3 separate regions of the Mus musculus genome follow, and all the other regions are linked to region 1. Evidence: chromatin contacts called from public Hi-C and HiChIP or PLAC-seq data. All regions are on one chromosome and are shown on one strand. The core of a region is the stretch at or near the end of the contact, and the rest is flanking DNA. Distances in the headings are between cores, read along the strand shown. Region 1 holds the start of Nav2 (neuron navigator 2). Region 2 overlaps Nav2 (neuron navigator 2). Region 3 has its middle 33 kb from the start of Nav2.

What was found. Hi-C and Micro-C count contacts between places; a contact is called where the count stands out from the background. HiChIP or PLAC-seq counts read pairs in DNA pulled down with a chosen protein or histone mark.
Region 2: a contact with region 1 is called in an H3K4me3 HiChIP or PLAC-seq map of intestinal crypt epithelium, with 5 read pairs. The contact joins the enhancer-like site here to the promoter of Nav2 in region 1. A contact is called at or near these places in 1 of 39 promoter capture datasets (pre-B cells), 8 of 484 Hi-C or Micro-C datasets (the G1E-ER4 cell line, bone marrow-derived macrophages, cerebellar granule neurons and 5 more), 3 of 115 datasets of contacts at active chromatin or transcription factors (embryonic stem cells, intestinal crypt epithelium and pancreatic cancer cells) and 2 of 9 other capture datasets (adipose tissue and bone marrow-derived macrophages).
Region 3: a contact with region 1 is called in a Hi-C map of the MC38 cell line, with 2.7 times the contacts expected there. The contact joins the enhancer-like site here to the promoter of Nav2 in region 1. A contact is called at or near these places in 1 of 39 promoter capture datasets (hippocampal neurons), 1 of 15 datasets of contacts at CTCF or cohesin (the NIH/3T3 cell line), 16 of 484 Hi-C or Micro-C datasets (the C2C12 cell line, the MC38 cell line, the MNK3 cell line and 10 more), 7 of 115 datasets of contacts at active chromatin or transcription factors (embryonic fibroblasts, embryonic forebrain, embryonic hindbrain and 3 more) and 2 of 9 other capture datasets (adipose tissue and pancreatic islet).

What each region holds. Positions count from the first base shown.
Region 1 is chr7:49,243,726-49,248,358 of GRCm38.p6, forward strand. Nav2 (neuron navigator 2) reads left to right here and starts at 2,464. Exons shown (of 39, transcript NM_175272.3): 1 at 2,464-3,473. The coding sequence starts at 3,216.
Region 2 is chr7:49,288,556-49,293,188 of GRCm38.p6, forward strand. All of the region lies in intron 1 of Nav2 (neuron navigator 2), which reads left to right. Among named protein-coding and RNA genes, the nearest start is that of Nav2, 45 kb to the left of the region's middle. Within about 2 kb of position 1,981, at least 8 of the 459 cell types and tissues checked have an H3K27ac peak or open chromatin away from gene starts, as enhancers often do. A contact at or near this core is called in intestinal crypt epithelium, where this site is marked.
Region 3 is chr7:49,211,043-49,215,675 of GRCm38.p6, forward strand. It overlaps a transcript of Nav2 not described here. Among named protein-coding and RNA genes, the nearest start is that of Nav2, 33 kb to the right of the region's middle. Within about 2 kb of position 2,184, at least 48 of the 459 cell types and tissues checked have an H3K27ac peak or open chromatin away from gene starts, as enhancers often do. A contact at or near this core is called in the C2C12 cell line, the MC38 cell line, the NIH/3T3 cell line and 5 more, where this site is marked.

The DNA of each region.
Region 1 (4,633 bases), core at 1,214-3,713:
TATGAAGGCTTAGGAGGCCCTGGAGGTACACTGAATGAACACTTTATTTGGCTAGAATTCTCAGCCTTAGTACACATCAAAACCCCCTGTTAAGCATTATTTAAGACACAGATTGCCTTCACTCCCCCCTTACCCTCTGGGAATTTTCATTCAGTAGGTTGGGATTGGGTGGAGTGTATCAAAAAGTGTTACAAGTTCTCTGTGCTGCTCTGGGGACTAGACCTTGGACACCCTCTGTGCCTAAGCTCTGAGGATATTTGGGAATAGCTCCACAATCCCTAATAGGGATCATGACTGCCCTTCTACAACTCTTCAGGCAGCTGTGAAGAATCAGAGTTCAAGGAGGAAAGTCCCACAACCCTTTCTCATGGCGTTCTTACTCAAAGGCAACTGCACCACTCATCCATTCAGTGACAATCTGGGTAGCTTTTCAGTCCATAGCGTTCTGCTTGCTTCTGACAGAATCTCATGAAAGTCAAAAGACGGCTCTTCCAAACATTTATTCCTTTAGAAGAGACTGCTCGGAACAATAAATATGTTAAATAAAACAAGATACTAGCATAGGAGATTGTCCAGATGGACGAGGGCAGAGTATACCATGTCAGGGACAAACTTGTGATTTAAAGAGCTAAACCAGGCTATGTGCATCCCCCCCCCCCCCGAGCTAGGGTAGAAAGGGCCTGCAAACAGGCTGGGAAATATGGGAGCAGGGAGTATCATGTCACATCTCAACACTCCAGGGGCTGTTTGAAAACTGAACTTTTACTTCAGTCTGGGCTCTTAGTTTAAGCTACTAACACAAAATGCTGTTGACAGGGCCGCTTTAACAACAAATGCCTCTTTCTCCTAGGCCTAGAGGCTGGAGATCTGAGATCAGGCTGCAGCCATGGTCAGATTCTTGTCAAGGGCTGTGGTTTCTGTGGATTCAGAAAGGCTGCCATTGCACTATCAGAAGTTATCCATCTTCATCGTGTCTCCTCTAACATGGCACTGGGCCCATCATGAGGACCTCTCGGTCACGTACTTACAACCTCCCAGAGGTTCCACTGCCTAAAACCAGTCGAGGATTGGGTATTTATTTACAGTATTTATTTACACTGGAATCAGACAGATTCTGGCAGATGCGGAGCGAGCAAACTGCCCACCACTGAGCTACATCTCCAGCTCCTTTTTACATTTTATTTGAACAAAGAGGATCATTAAATTGACCTCAACCTGGGATCCTCCTGCCTCAGCCTCTAAAGTAGCAGAAATTACAAGCTTACACCCCCATTCCTGGCCACATTAGAGTTTTGCCAGGTAAGTTTGAGAATGATATAGCCCATATCATTAGGATGAGTGAAATTCAACCCTATGGATGTTACAACTTCAGGCTATAGGATAGGAAGAAAGTGACAACATCTGTCCTAGACACAGAAAAGTGGCTTAAAGAGATGACAGTGGGACATACTCCGGTGGGTTCATTAATAATAAAGACAGATTTTTTTTTTCTGGTCCCCTACACTGCCAGACACTATCTCATTTAGCTGGGCAGTGCTTTTAGGGAAAAGTACTCAAACCTCCACTTGACTTGCATGAGACACAGTGTTAGGTCTATAAAGATGGAGGAACTTCCCAATTCAAATCCAAACTGATCTCTAAGGTGGGTGTCCTTGAAGATCAGCCCCATGCACCCTGTCTGCACTTTCTATTTTCCCTTCAGTCCTCAGACCCTGAGTCAGAGAGAGAAAGGAAGGCCTTCATGAAACCATGAAACCAGGGCAGGTTTAGCCTCAGCCTGCCCGGGTCACCAAGCCACTCTAATTACAGTCTGTGGTAGGTGGCAAGGAGGAGCTGTCTTGGGGCGCGAAGCTTCCCCGGCCATTGTATCAGCCTATAAATATTTCAAATACTTAAGTGCAACGTGCAACCTTTGAATGTCGCAGAGGAAGCTGTTGGGACGCCCCTGAGCCCACCCGGAAAGAAGAAATGGCTGGAGTGTCCTTCAGGCGGGGGACAAGGAGACCCGCCCAGTCATTCCCAATGGAGGTGCAGAGAGGTTGGGGCGTGCCTCCGGAACCCGCAAACCGTTGAGATGACCCGAGCGATTTGAAAAAGAGAAACTGATTTCCCCAACACATGCCTGGGGGTGGAAGGAGGCGGGAATCTACAACCCAACGGCGTTTTCAAAGGCGGCTCCGGGGACGCAGGGGTGGCGGCCCGCGGGGAGGCGCGCGCCGGGGCCGTGCCGCAGAGCGGCCACCAGCTCGCTTTGTACTTGCGGCCAAGCGCGGCCCCAGAGTTTCGGCGGCGGCCCCGCGGAGTTGAGGCCACGCCCCCTTGCAGTGCGAGTCGCGACCGCGGATTGGTCCGCGGCTAACCAATAGGCGCGCGGGAACGGCCCGGGCTGTCAGCGCGCGCCGCAGCCGGTCCTCCCCTGCGTCCAGCCCTGCAGCCCGCGCTGCCTTCCCCCGAGCTCAGCTTAGCGCAGCGCTGCCAGCCTGGCCAGCTGCGCGTCCTGGTGCCCGCGCTCTGTCACCACCGCCGTGCTGCGCTGGAGCGCACGGAGCATGGCCAGAGCCGCAGAAGCTCAGGTGCTTGGTGTTCGAGGGGCTTGTGAGCATCGGTGATCGGCTGTCACGCCCAGACAGACCTGTCTGCGGAGATCGCCCAGAGTCTGCCTAGGCGCGGGTGACCCTGTGGCGCGTTTGCTGGGTGACAGCCGCTTCGCGGTTGATACGTCTTGGGCTCCGTGCGTCCTCCGTCTCCCCATCCTCTGCTCTTTTGCTCCAAGGTTCACACCCGCAGGCTCCAGAGCGCGACGTGTGCGTCCCCGTAGCCGGTGTCTCTTCCTAAGGAGCCTTCTCACTTCGGAGACGCAATGACAAGTTAATATGGGCGTCCACGCCTCGGTTTCCCAGGAGAAGAATTGCCAGAGGCAGCGGTCCCCGAGAACCCAGAGCTTCTGAACAGGCCTCCCGCTGCGACATCCGCGCAGGTGGGACCTGCTGAGGGCAGTGACTAGCCCGCCACCCGGCAGGCGCACTCGCAGGATTTCCCCAGTTCCCCGACCCGGGGATTCTGTTTTTTGGGTTTTTTTTTTTTTTTCTTCCACTGTTGGTGGGCGCCTCGCGGGCCGAGGCCCGGCGCCTACTCGGCTGCCCGCGCTGCCTTTAGCGGTCGCCTCCGCCGCCGCTGCCAGGGACGTGCTGGGAAAGCCAAAGCCCCGGGAGAAGATGCCGGCCATCCTGGTAGCCTCCAAAATGAAATCGGGACTGCCCAAACCCGTGCACAGCGCCGCGCCCATCCTGCACGTGCCCCCGGCCCGGACTGGTCCTCAGCCCTGCTATCTTAAGTTGGGAAGCAAGGTGGAGGTGAGCAAGACGGCCTACACTAGCCAAATCCCCCTGAAATCGCAGGGGCTGCAGGAGCCGACGGGGGAGGGGCTCCCGTTGCTGAAGAGCAGCTCTCTGGAGAACGGGTTCGATACCCAGGTGAGCAGTGCTATGTGCTGGGGCACTATTACAGGGTGGGAGTGATGGATGATCCTTCATGAGGGAGGAGGACGGTTGCCTTGAGGAGAGGCTACCATAATGTGATTGGAGAGAGGAAGCATACCCCTTATGCTGCCAGATTGGAAGGATACATTGGTCAGTGGGTGTGGCCAGGAGGGGTTTAGCTGGCCAGGGTGCCAGAGGCTCTCCCGGGGAGCTCTGCAAAGCTAAGGCGTGCTGGCAGCCAGCTGCTTCTATGGGGCTGGAGCAGGTGTAGGGGTGCTTTCAAAAAAATGCATGCTGACATTGGAAATGTTAAGGGCCATCAGTGCCGAGCGCTTGGCCCCAAGAGGATGGGTATCTGCTGTTGTGATGTGTGTCTATACTCAGGTTGTAACCCCAAGGAGTGGCCTGGTGCCTTGATGGGTTGGGTACTACCTGGCTCAGCTGTGAGATCTAGGACAAGGGATACTGAGTGGTTGCCCTGAACTTAACCCTCCTCCTAGCTTGAAGATGGCTGGTCTCTGCCCCATCATTAGGGAGAAGGGATTCTGGCCAGGTGCTGCCAACTGCTAGCTGCTACAGACTCCTAGTAACTGGGGTGGCTTGGCTGTCTCAGAATGGCTGCTGTAGCTAAGCCCCTCCTTCTTGGGTAGTCTATGCTGCCAGCGTTGGTATCTCTGGTGATTAGGGAGGTGATGGTGTGGGTAAGAGCATGGCTGAACGAGAAACGGTGACTTCTACCTTTCCTGGCAGAGCAAGCAATCCCCCTACTGGGCTGGGTGACAGGCCCTGGCCATGCAATCTCTTTTAAGGAAATCCTTAAGGGCCAATCAGTTTCTCTTGGACTCCTGCCTTCCCTGCCGCCTTCCCCCTCTTCTGGCAGGAGGGAGCAGGGCCATGCTGTATTTTCTTGGCTGCCAGTCAGCAGGGACTTTTAGGGACAGGCTGACCTGACTGTTGTGGCTGTCCCAGTCCGGAGAGGAGAAGCCGGGAAGCCAGAAGGGGAGGCAGTCTTGAGTTGGTATAGGGCCAAGCAGCAACAGACCAGACGACCTTTTGGGCACCTACTTTCCCTGATCAGAGGTTAACGCTCAACACATTCCTAACCTTTCTGAGGGAGGAGCTGGGTCTAGAAGCTGCTCAGAGGCAGACTGTTG
Region 2 (4,633 bases), core at 731-3,230, 44 kb after region 1:
AATAGCACAGACGTGGGTTTTGGTGGTTCATGGATGGGGGCTGGAAGGCACGCACACTGTGGCATGGCATGCATGTAGAGGTCAGAGGATATCTTGAGAGAGCTGATCCTTTCCTTCTATCATGTGGGTTCTGGGATGGATCTCAGGCTATTGGGCTTGGTGGCAGGTGTCTTTGCCTGCTGAGCCAGTCTGGCAGCATCACGTTTACTTTTTGGAGATCACATATCCACTTGGAGATTCAACAGAACAATGAACCCTTCCTTCCCTCCGCCCTGCCCCACCCCCACCCCCACGCCCCACTGTGTGCATAGACTCCCCCTCACCACCAGATGGCTGGAGAGCCAGAGCCTTCAGTTCAAAATCTACTCAGTGGTGTGATGAGAAGTTGATCCGGAGGAAATCGATATGAGAAAAAGACGTAGAAATGTTTGGATTCAAGGTCCAATGAGTAAAATAGAAGTAACATGTTGGGATCACAAACCTTGCAAGTTCTCCGCCTCCAGAACGACAGACCGGGATGAACTGACAGGTCAAGCGAAATGAGGCAGAGTCTGTAGAATGGCATCAGGGCATCCTCAGCATCTCCCACATTCTGCATCCACGTGTGACACGCACTCTGGTGCATGCAACACAAGCTTGATCTCTCAGCCTGTGAACTTAGTTCCAGCCCTGTGAGAGCCTGCCCAGTGAACACTGACTATCTACAAGAACACACGAGTTGCTCCTGGCTGGCTTGCTTGCTACTGCCTATCAACTCTCTAGCTAGCTATTGTTTGTGCATGTGTGCATCATGTATGTGCACGTGAGTGAGTATGTGGAGACAGAGGGGGCATCAGTATCTTTTCCTGTCGCCCCCTTCCTTATTCCTTTAAGACAGGGTCACTCACTGAATCTGGAACTTGGTCAGTGGCCAGCAAGCCCCTGAGACCCTCCTTCCTCTGCCCACCACAGCGCTGGGATCACAGGTACTTACTGAGCTCCGCTTTTTATGTAGGTTCTGGGGACTCAAACTCAGGTCCTCAAGCTTCTGCAGGAAGCACTCTTAACACTGTGCCATTTCCTTAGCTATAGTTTTGATTCATTAAAGAAATATTTACCTAGAGATTGATCCGTGGGTAAAAATGCTTGCTGTGCAAGCCTAGTGACCTGGCTTCAATGTCTGGAGCCCATGTGTATTAGTCAGTTTTCTGTTGCTGTGACAAAAACGTGTACCAAAGGCAAGTTAAGGAAGAGAGAGTTTGGCTTATGGCATCAGAAGTATAAGAGTACATCATGGTAGGGCGAAGGTGTGGCCATATGGCAGACATGTGGCAGGTATGGGAAGGGGAGAGCATTCATCTTTAATGGCAAGCACATGGTAGAAAGAGTGAACTGGGAGTAGGGTAAGGTATATATTCTCAAAGCCTCCCCTGCCCCTGCCCCACTTCCTTCAACAAGGCCACGCCTCCTAAACCTCCCCAAACAGTGCCACCAGCTGAAGACCAAGTGCTCAAATGCCTGAGATTGCATGGGGACATTTCTTATTTAAGGCACCACATACCATGTGAAGTTGGATGAGAAGAGCTAATTCTACAATGCTGACCTCTGATGTTCACATACCATGACATGCACACATATACGCAGACATACAGACACACACACAGATGTACACATACAGAGACTCTCAGGCACTGACAGACACACACACAAACACACAGAGACAAACAGACAGATAGACACACACATTTACTGAGTACCTTTTCGCCTTTTAGTTGGCTTTAATTATCTAAGCATAAAATACACTGAGTTGGAGATCTCTTCTAGGGTCTATCATACCTGGGTTAAAGTTTCAATTCTGTGACTTGGGAGTGAGGCATCTCAGCCTGCTCCTTGTGGAACAGAGTCAGAGAGTTAGACGTGGTCGTGTTAGGACATGTAGTACAGCCCTAGGCACATAATTCTTGCATGCTGCTTTAACAAATGCCACCTCTTTAATTATTAACTGATCCCTCTGCCACGTAGGCCATTGGTTTGGTGCCACATCTTCAGTTTCTAGACCTACAATTCTGAACCCCAGAAACCAACCTTTGCTGTCTATACAGCGGGTAAGTGTAGCCTTGGAGCAGCCCTACAATGCTCCATTATGTCTGTATTTAAGGACAGGGAACATATTCACTTTCTCTTCCTTTCTACTTGTCATTTTAATGAGTTTATTATCATGTTTATTTTGTGATTCAAAACTACTATATAGGGAAAATTATTAGAATAAAATGTGTTTGCTTGACTTTAGTAAATTTAGAGGTAAGAAAAAAATTGGGTTTTTTTGTTTAGTTGGTTTTTGGTCTTTTTACTGTCTCTGGGCAGTAGAAATCCTTCCAGGAGACTAGGATAACCCAGTTCGTCTGAAGGGCACATTTTAAGTAGATATATATGGTGTGGGTCAGATGTGAAACAGAGTAACATGAACACTGGCTTTGCCCCCCAGATCCAACCCTGCTCAACTCTGAGAAAACAGCTCAACCTTTAAGGTCTGCTTTCCTTATCAATGAGGCAGAAGAAATGAGTGGAGAGCTTGTCCTTGTGGCTAGTTAGTGAATCGAGATGAAATGCTTCCCATGTAAGAGTCAGGGTTCTACATGTCCCCTCCTCTTTTTCTCAGGTAGAGTCAGAGACGTCTTTATTCTTTATGCTTTGTGTGTGCGTGTTGTGTATGTGTGTGTAGGTGTTTCTGCTTTAATGAATAATCCTGAGCTCAAACTGACTAACAGCCACCAAAGTGGATCTCCTGATCCCCAAAGCCTGCCGACACACTGCTTCCCCCATTAGTTATCTGCATCTCAGCAAACAGCATGATCATTCCGATCAAAGTGCCCTGCTCTCTTCCTCACACTCCTGCTCTGCTGCTAATATGTCTGAGTATCCATCCTGCCTCCCACACTCACTGCCGTCACTCCAGACTACACTGACTGCCCCTACTCCCCTCAGAGTGGTCTCTCCCTGGATCACCTGCTCAGGACCCCAAATAGCCAGAATATTGACAGGTGCGCAAGGGGATATGCTACCATCTTACTCAGACCCTGTAGCACTTCCTACAGGCACTACAGTTTACTGCCCTTTGTGCATTAAGATAAGGTTGATAAGCATGCTTTCTTGGGCAAAGGCCAGATAGTTAGCATGCTAGGTTTTGTCAGCCTCAGCAGGAGTCTGGCATGCGGTCACCTCTGTCTTCTCCACCTCTGTCTCTTCCTCCTTCCAAACTTTTAAAACTGAAAACGGTTCTTCTTAGCTGATGGATTAATAAAACCACATTGAGGGCTAGATCTTGCCCATGCCATGCGACTGACCCTTGCTCCTAAGACCCAGGCCCCCTGCCTGGCTTACCCTGTCTTCTGTCATTGAGCATTTTTGACACCATCTTTTTAGACCCTGTGCACTACCCTTCTCCCTGCCCAGACCCCTCTTCCCTCAGGTCTCCTTGTGGTTTTCTTGCTGAGGTGTGTTTAAGTCTCTGCTTGCAGGCAGCCTCCTTGAGTAGCCCCTCTTGAGTGTCCCACCCCTACTCTGGCATGCTTGGCCTAGCTGGCTAGCTTGTTCTCTTTGGTCTTCCCATCCCTTCACCTGCACGTGGCTCTGTCTGCCATTAGCAGCCCTGGAACTGCAGCTTATAGAAGACAGGTACTGATTTTTCCTCCTGTGTCACTGTCTCTCCCCAACCATCAGAACAGTTCCTGATACTCAGTGGTCAATGAAGAGATGCTTGTTGGCTGTGTGAATTCAGTTAGCAAGATCCTGCTTGGCAATGGGTTGATGTCAGCTGCCACAGTGCCTCTTTACTAAAGGCCCTCGTTGGACATCTTCAGCACTGTGGGCTCTGCCTAGGTGAGGAAGATTCTGCATGGGCAGTTCCTGCAGATGATGGGGAGAGCTCTGCTTGATTGCTCTTTGGCCTAAAGAGTTGTCCATGTGCGCACAACACTCTGGGAGAAAGGGCCCCAGGGAACAAGCCAAGCTTTGAAGGGGGGGGGGGGGTCTTGGGGGATAGATCTGTCCAGTTCTGAGAATGCTGATGTCATTGAAACATCTTAGCTGGTAAGTGCTTCAGGGAGCCAGTCCCAGTGTCTCTGGAAGAGGTAGGCATGCTGTTTCTGGAGCCAGAGGAGTGCTGAGATAAACAGCAGTATTTCCTGGATCGACCAGCCAGTGAGCTGCAATGCAAAGAGAGAAAGCTAGAAGGATGGTGCTTATCAGGCCTAGGTGCGTTGTGGTGGGAAAAGCTGATGTTTCTAGAAGCTGCTTCAGGAAGCACGAATCCTGGTGAATCTTAAGGGCCTCTTGATGGATGCATCTGGAGCAGGTCGGTATAGCCTCTGCCTACCCTGCCTTCCTGTGGTTCAGAAGCCCTTGGGAGGAATGCACTTAGTTAGATCAGGCCTTCCTACAGAGTTCCTGCAGAAGACGGTTGCGTACCCCAGGAACACTTGGTACCCCACTCGAAGCAGTTCTAGGTCTAACTGAGAGGAGGAACCTGGGCTGAACAGTCAGAGCACACAGGATTAGGCAGAAGGCCAGAGTCTATACTGGCTCATTCCCCAAGCAGGGACTAGATCAACCTTGACACTAGAGCCAGGTCAGGTCATGCAAAGGCACAGACATC
Region 3 (4,633 bases), core at 934-3,433, 33 kb before region 1:
GGGGACAAAGGAAGCCTCCTTCTGAGGGGAGTTGGGAGACCAGTTCATATTCGGATCAAGCACAAGACACGAAGATGAGTGAAAGAGAATTTATGGCTTGCATGAGTGACTACGCACCTTTTCTGTTACAAGGTTGTTGAATGTAGGGTTGAAACTGTGTTAGCCTGGTGAGCTGGGTGTGGCTAGCAGTATCATTTCAAGTATAAGAAGTTGAAGCCTGAATAGACTTAAGTACCTCCCCAAGCCTTGAGTATTCACCAACTTTCTATTGCAAACACCTAATATAGCTGATATAAAGAGGCTATTTGACTCTTGGTTTTTGAGGTGTTATTCTATGCTTGGTTGGCCCTTTGCTTTGGGGCCAGGGATGTGGCCTCCCACCATGGGGATATACTTGATAGAGCAGGATGTGCAATCTGTGTTGTGTTTTGAATGTGAAATGCTACCCCCACCCGACCCGCTACAAGCTCTTGTGTTTCACACTTCTCTCTCAGCTGGTGGCACTGTTTTGGAAGGTTGTAGAATCTTCAGGAGGTGGTCACTTTTGGAAGGAAGTGTGTCCTTAGGGGAGGGTTGGGTCCTGTACTTTTTTTGTCCAGTCTACTTCCTGAGCACTGGCCACTGTAGCTTCCCCACTGTGGTGGTCTGTGTTCATTTGAACTATGAACCAAAATAGAGCATCTCTCTCCTAAGTGGCTTCTTGTCGGGTGTTTGGTCACAGCAATGAGAAAAGTAGCTAAGAGGCAGAGAAGCAAAAGGAGAGGAAAAGAGACAAAGATCCCACAAACTCTTAGGGGCCACGGCCGCAGTGACCCAAAACCTGCGTCAGGACTCACCTCTTCAAGTTCCCACCACGTCTCAGAAAGCACCAATGTAGCAAATCTTAAATGCAAGTGTCTCTAGGGGATTTACAACCCAAAATACACACCTAACACATATTGACAGACAGGGGGTCTGGTCTCAGGAAAGTCCTTTCTTTAATTTGTGCCCTGGGTCTTGGCACAGACTGGATAAAGGAAGGTATCTCACCCACCTAAGAGGGCCAAACTATGAGCCCAAGCCGTCTCTTCTTTACCCCTGCCCCTGCATCAATGTGTGCTGAATTCTCTTGTGTCCCAGTCACTGTAGAGCTGTACTGGCATCTGAGATGAGCAGAAGTGAAGGAGAGACAGAAAGAGACACGGAGGCTCTATGGGAGAAGCCATCAGCAGGGAAGGCAGCAGTGATAGAGGTTGGCAGTAATGGAGCAGAAGCCCTGCAGGAATGTGTGGCAGAGAAAGGAGTATCCTGCTCCAGATCCAGGCACCAAGGTTACAGCTTAAATGCAAGACCCAGCTGCCCAGAGAAGCAAGTCTCATTTGCCTAAGACACAAAGGGAGTCATCTGTGTGGAACACTAGGATGCTTACACAGTGAACCAGCCCTCCCTGGGCCAATCCGAAGCCAATGTAAAGTCGTCTTTGCATTGTGTGGACTAAGATTGATGGACATGGAAAGACTATAGTGAACTTCTGTGTGTAAAACAAAATAGTCATAACATGTTTGGGGATTTTAAAAACTGTGTGTGTGTGTGTGTGTGTGTGTGTGTGTGCGCGCGAGCGCGTGTGCGCGAAGTGCCCATGAAGTCCAAAAGAAGGCATTGGATCCCAGAGTTACAGGTGATTGTAGGCCACCTGATGTGAGCCTTTGAACTGAACTTAGATCCTCTGAAAGAGCAGGACTTGCCATTAACCACTGAGACATCTCTTCGGTACTCTCAAAAGCAAGCTTGAAAAACAATTGTTCAACCCAAACACCAGGAGCCCCAGGGCATCCTTCTGGTGGCTTCAGTGCCCTGTGCCACCTGTGGGACAGCCAGCCCTTCTTTTGCCAATGCTCTCAACATCTGTGATTCTCCCAGTGACACAGACCCTTGCTCTGCACATCCCGAGGACCAGATCTTTGCTGGGTCTGAACACAGAGAGTAGTTAACCTGGAAAACAGAGGGGATGTGGAGAGAGAGGGTCTGGGGGCTCAGATGGCCTCTGGCCTGAACCTCCTTCAGGATGGATCCTGCTCAGCTCTCCTTCTTCCGGCTTCCCCTCCTGGCTGGAGCCTCTTCCTGCCTTCTTGGCACCAGAAGCTCTGCTGGCTTCTGTCCTGAGCAGTGTGACCTGCTGCCCATGAGTAAGGACTGGGCCATTCCACAGTGACTAAGCTGTCACCTCCCCGTTTCCCGTAACCGCCAAGGGAGGACTCACTCTGAATCACTCTTTATTGTTTTGAGCTTTTTTATTTTTTTCCCTAGCTTCCAGTGTTTTGAATTTTCAAAGATCAACTACCCTAGGCAGGCTAACAGAGCTGAATAAATGCTAGGAAACTGCCAGGCACCCCCTCCATAACCTTGTACATAGGAGAGAGGCATAGAGCCCCCTTACCGGTCAGAGTCAGCTTGCCAGGATAAAGCTGACCTGAGTTAGAATCCTGTTTGTTTCCCTTACTGCTCTCTTCCCTCACTACTCACTTCTCCTTTCTGAACTTTAATTTCTCTTCAATAAACGGGATAATAATGCTTACTCCAGATAATTGTTGTGTCTATAAAGCAACTGGCTAGGTAGGCTTTCCAGTATAGGGAATTAATAAACATAAATAAAGTTTGGCTCCTTAGATCCAAAATGAGCATACCTGCCAGAAAGGTGGGTGTCCCAGCTCCCCTGTCCACCTGTCACCCCCAAAAGGCAATGGTAGGTTTCTCAAAGCCGCATGTTAGGAATGTTGCTAAATAACTTAGTTCTGTCAGCAACAGCCAATCTTTATTGAGCACTTACTATGAGCCAGGTACAGTGCCAAGCACTTTCCATTAAATTACTAAATGAATGAGAGTTAGTTGTGACTGGTAGTACTTAGCTAACTTCCTAATAATGAGAGACAGGCCCAGGACTTGAACACACATGGGGTAATGCCATACATAGAGACGAGGTTCTCTTGGGATGACCCATGGCTAGGGCTCACTGTCAAGTAATGATACCATAGTAGGAACTCAAGCATCATTCATGCCCACCCTCATTTGCACAGCAGTTATTCAGCTTCATTGTCTCATAGAGGGAAACTGAGTTTTGAACAGTAAGGAGACACCCGGTCTGACTAGTAGAGCTGACCTATGAACCCAAGGATCTTCAAATCCAATGAGTGTCCACCTCTGTGTGCACAATGGCGGGAGTCAGGATGGACCGACCTGGTCTTCATGGATTGTTTTATATCCATGGCTTCTGGCCTGCTTCCACCTTCTGCCCAGCTACCAGTGTCTGACTGGAGCTAGCAATGGAATTCCCTCTTTGTGATAAACCCTTTTTCCCTTCATACCAGTGGTCTCTACTCGCATGGGCTCTGACCAACCTCCAAAATGGCAGGGTTTAGGGATCCAGGAAATATCTCTGCAGAGATCAGCAGGCTTACTGAGTGGGTTTCCTGTGGGAACAGGCTGTATCAGGGGTCTGACAGATACTTGCATGTAAAGAAGTACCCCTGCAAGGAAACAGCTGGGTTGTTGGGATAGCTTGTGTAGGTGTGTGTGTGTGTGTATGACCCTGATAGCTCATCTCACAAGGGGATGCTGCTGGGGAATAGACCTGGCCTTATAGGCTACTGTTAGAACCTCAGGCATAATGATGCTGCCCCCTGCCATATGTCTCTCTCTCTCTCTCTCTCTCTCTCTCTCTCTCTCTCTCTCTCTCTCACACACACACACACACACACACACACACACACACACACACAGTGTCACTCATAGCTCAAGGCAGGTCCTCTTATGTAGATTGAGTGTTGGGAATCTTTCAAGGGAGAGAAGAGATTAGGAGGAAAGGGCTGACAGTGATGATATGCTAATAACAGTTCCTTCCCTGCATTTGCTGTGGCTCAGTACTGGGTTAAACTGGTCATACACATGCAGTGTCTTGTATAATCTGGCATTTATCCACACTTAGCAGATGAGACCTGATCTCTAGCGGATGGACAAACTGCCAGGTAGGAAAAGCTGAGAATTATGTGGCTAATGTGTCATGCACAACTATGCTGTATACACACAATCAGATTGCTCCCATGATGTTCAATTTTCAGAGAAGTGCAGGTTTGCCCATAGTCACCCAGATGGGATGAAGAGCTAGGTTAATCTGTCACTCATCCACGGTACCCCAACTTTAGCTAGGACTGACTATTTATGGGCCATAGGATGGTACAAGGACTCCAGGTCCTAAGCTCAGCCTGCCTCCTGTGCCAACGTGCTGGCAAATCTCTTGGTCAAATCTTCAGAGACAATCAGGCAAGGCTTGGATGATCCCAGAGTGTCACTGTGGTGCCTCGGGGGGGGGGGGGGGAGGGGGTTGCTGCTTCATGTGTACTCAGGAGAGTAGACATGCAGGACTTCCCAAATGGCAAGACTCTGAGTCAGATATGGAGAAAGCCACCTCTGCCCCTTCCTAGTTGGACCCTAGTTCCCAGGGTCCCCAGCCTCCACTCCATACATAACAGCATAAATTCAAGGGTAGGTCCCATCAGTTACCAGAGAAGTGAGAAAAATAAGACTTTTCTGTTGGAATCTCCACACCACTGTCTTGGATGTAAAAGACCAGCCTTGATTCTGATCAAACAGTCTGCTC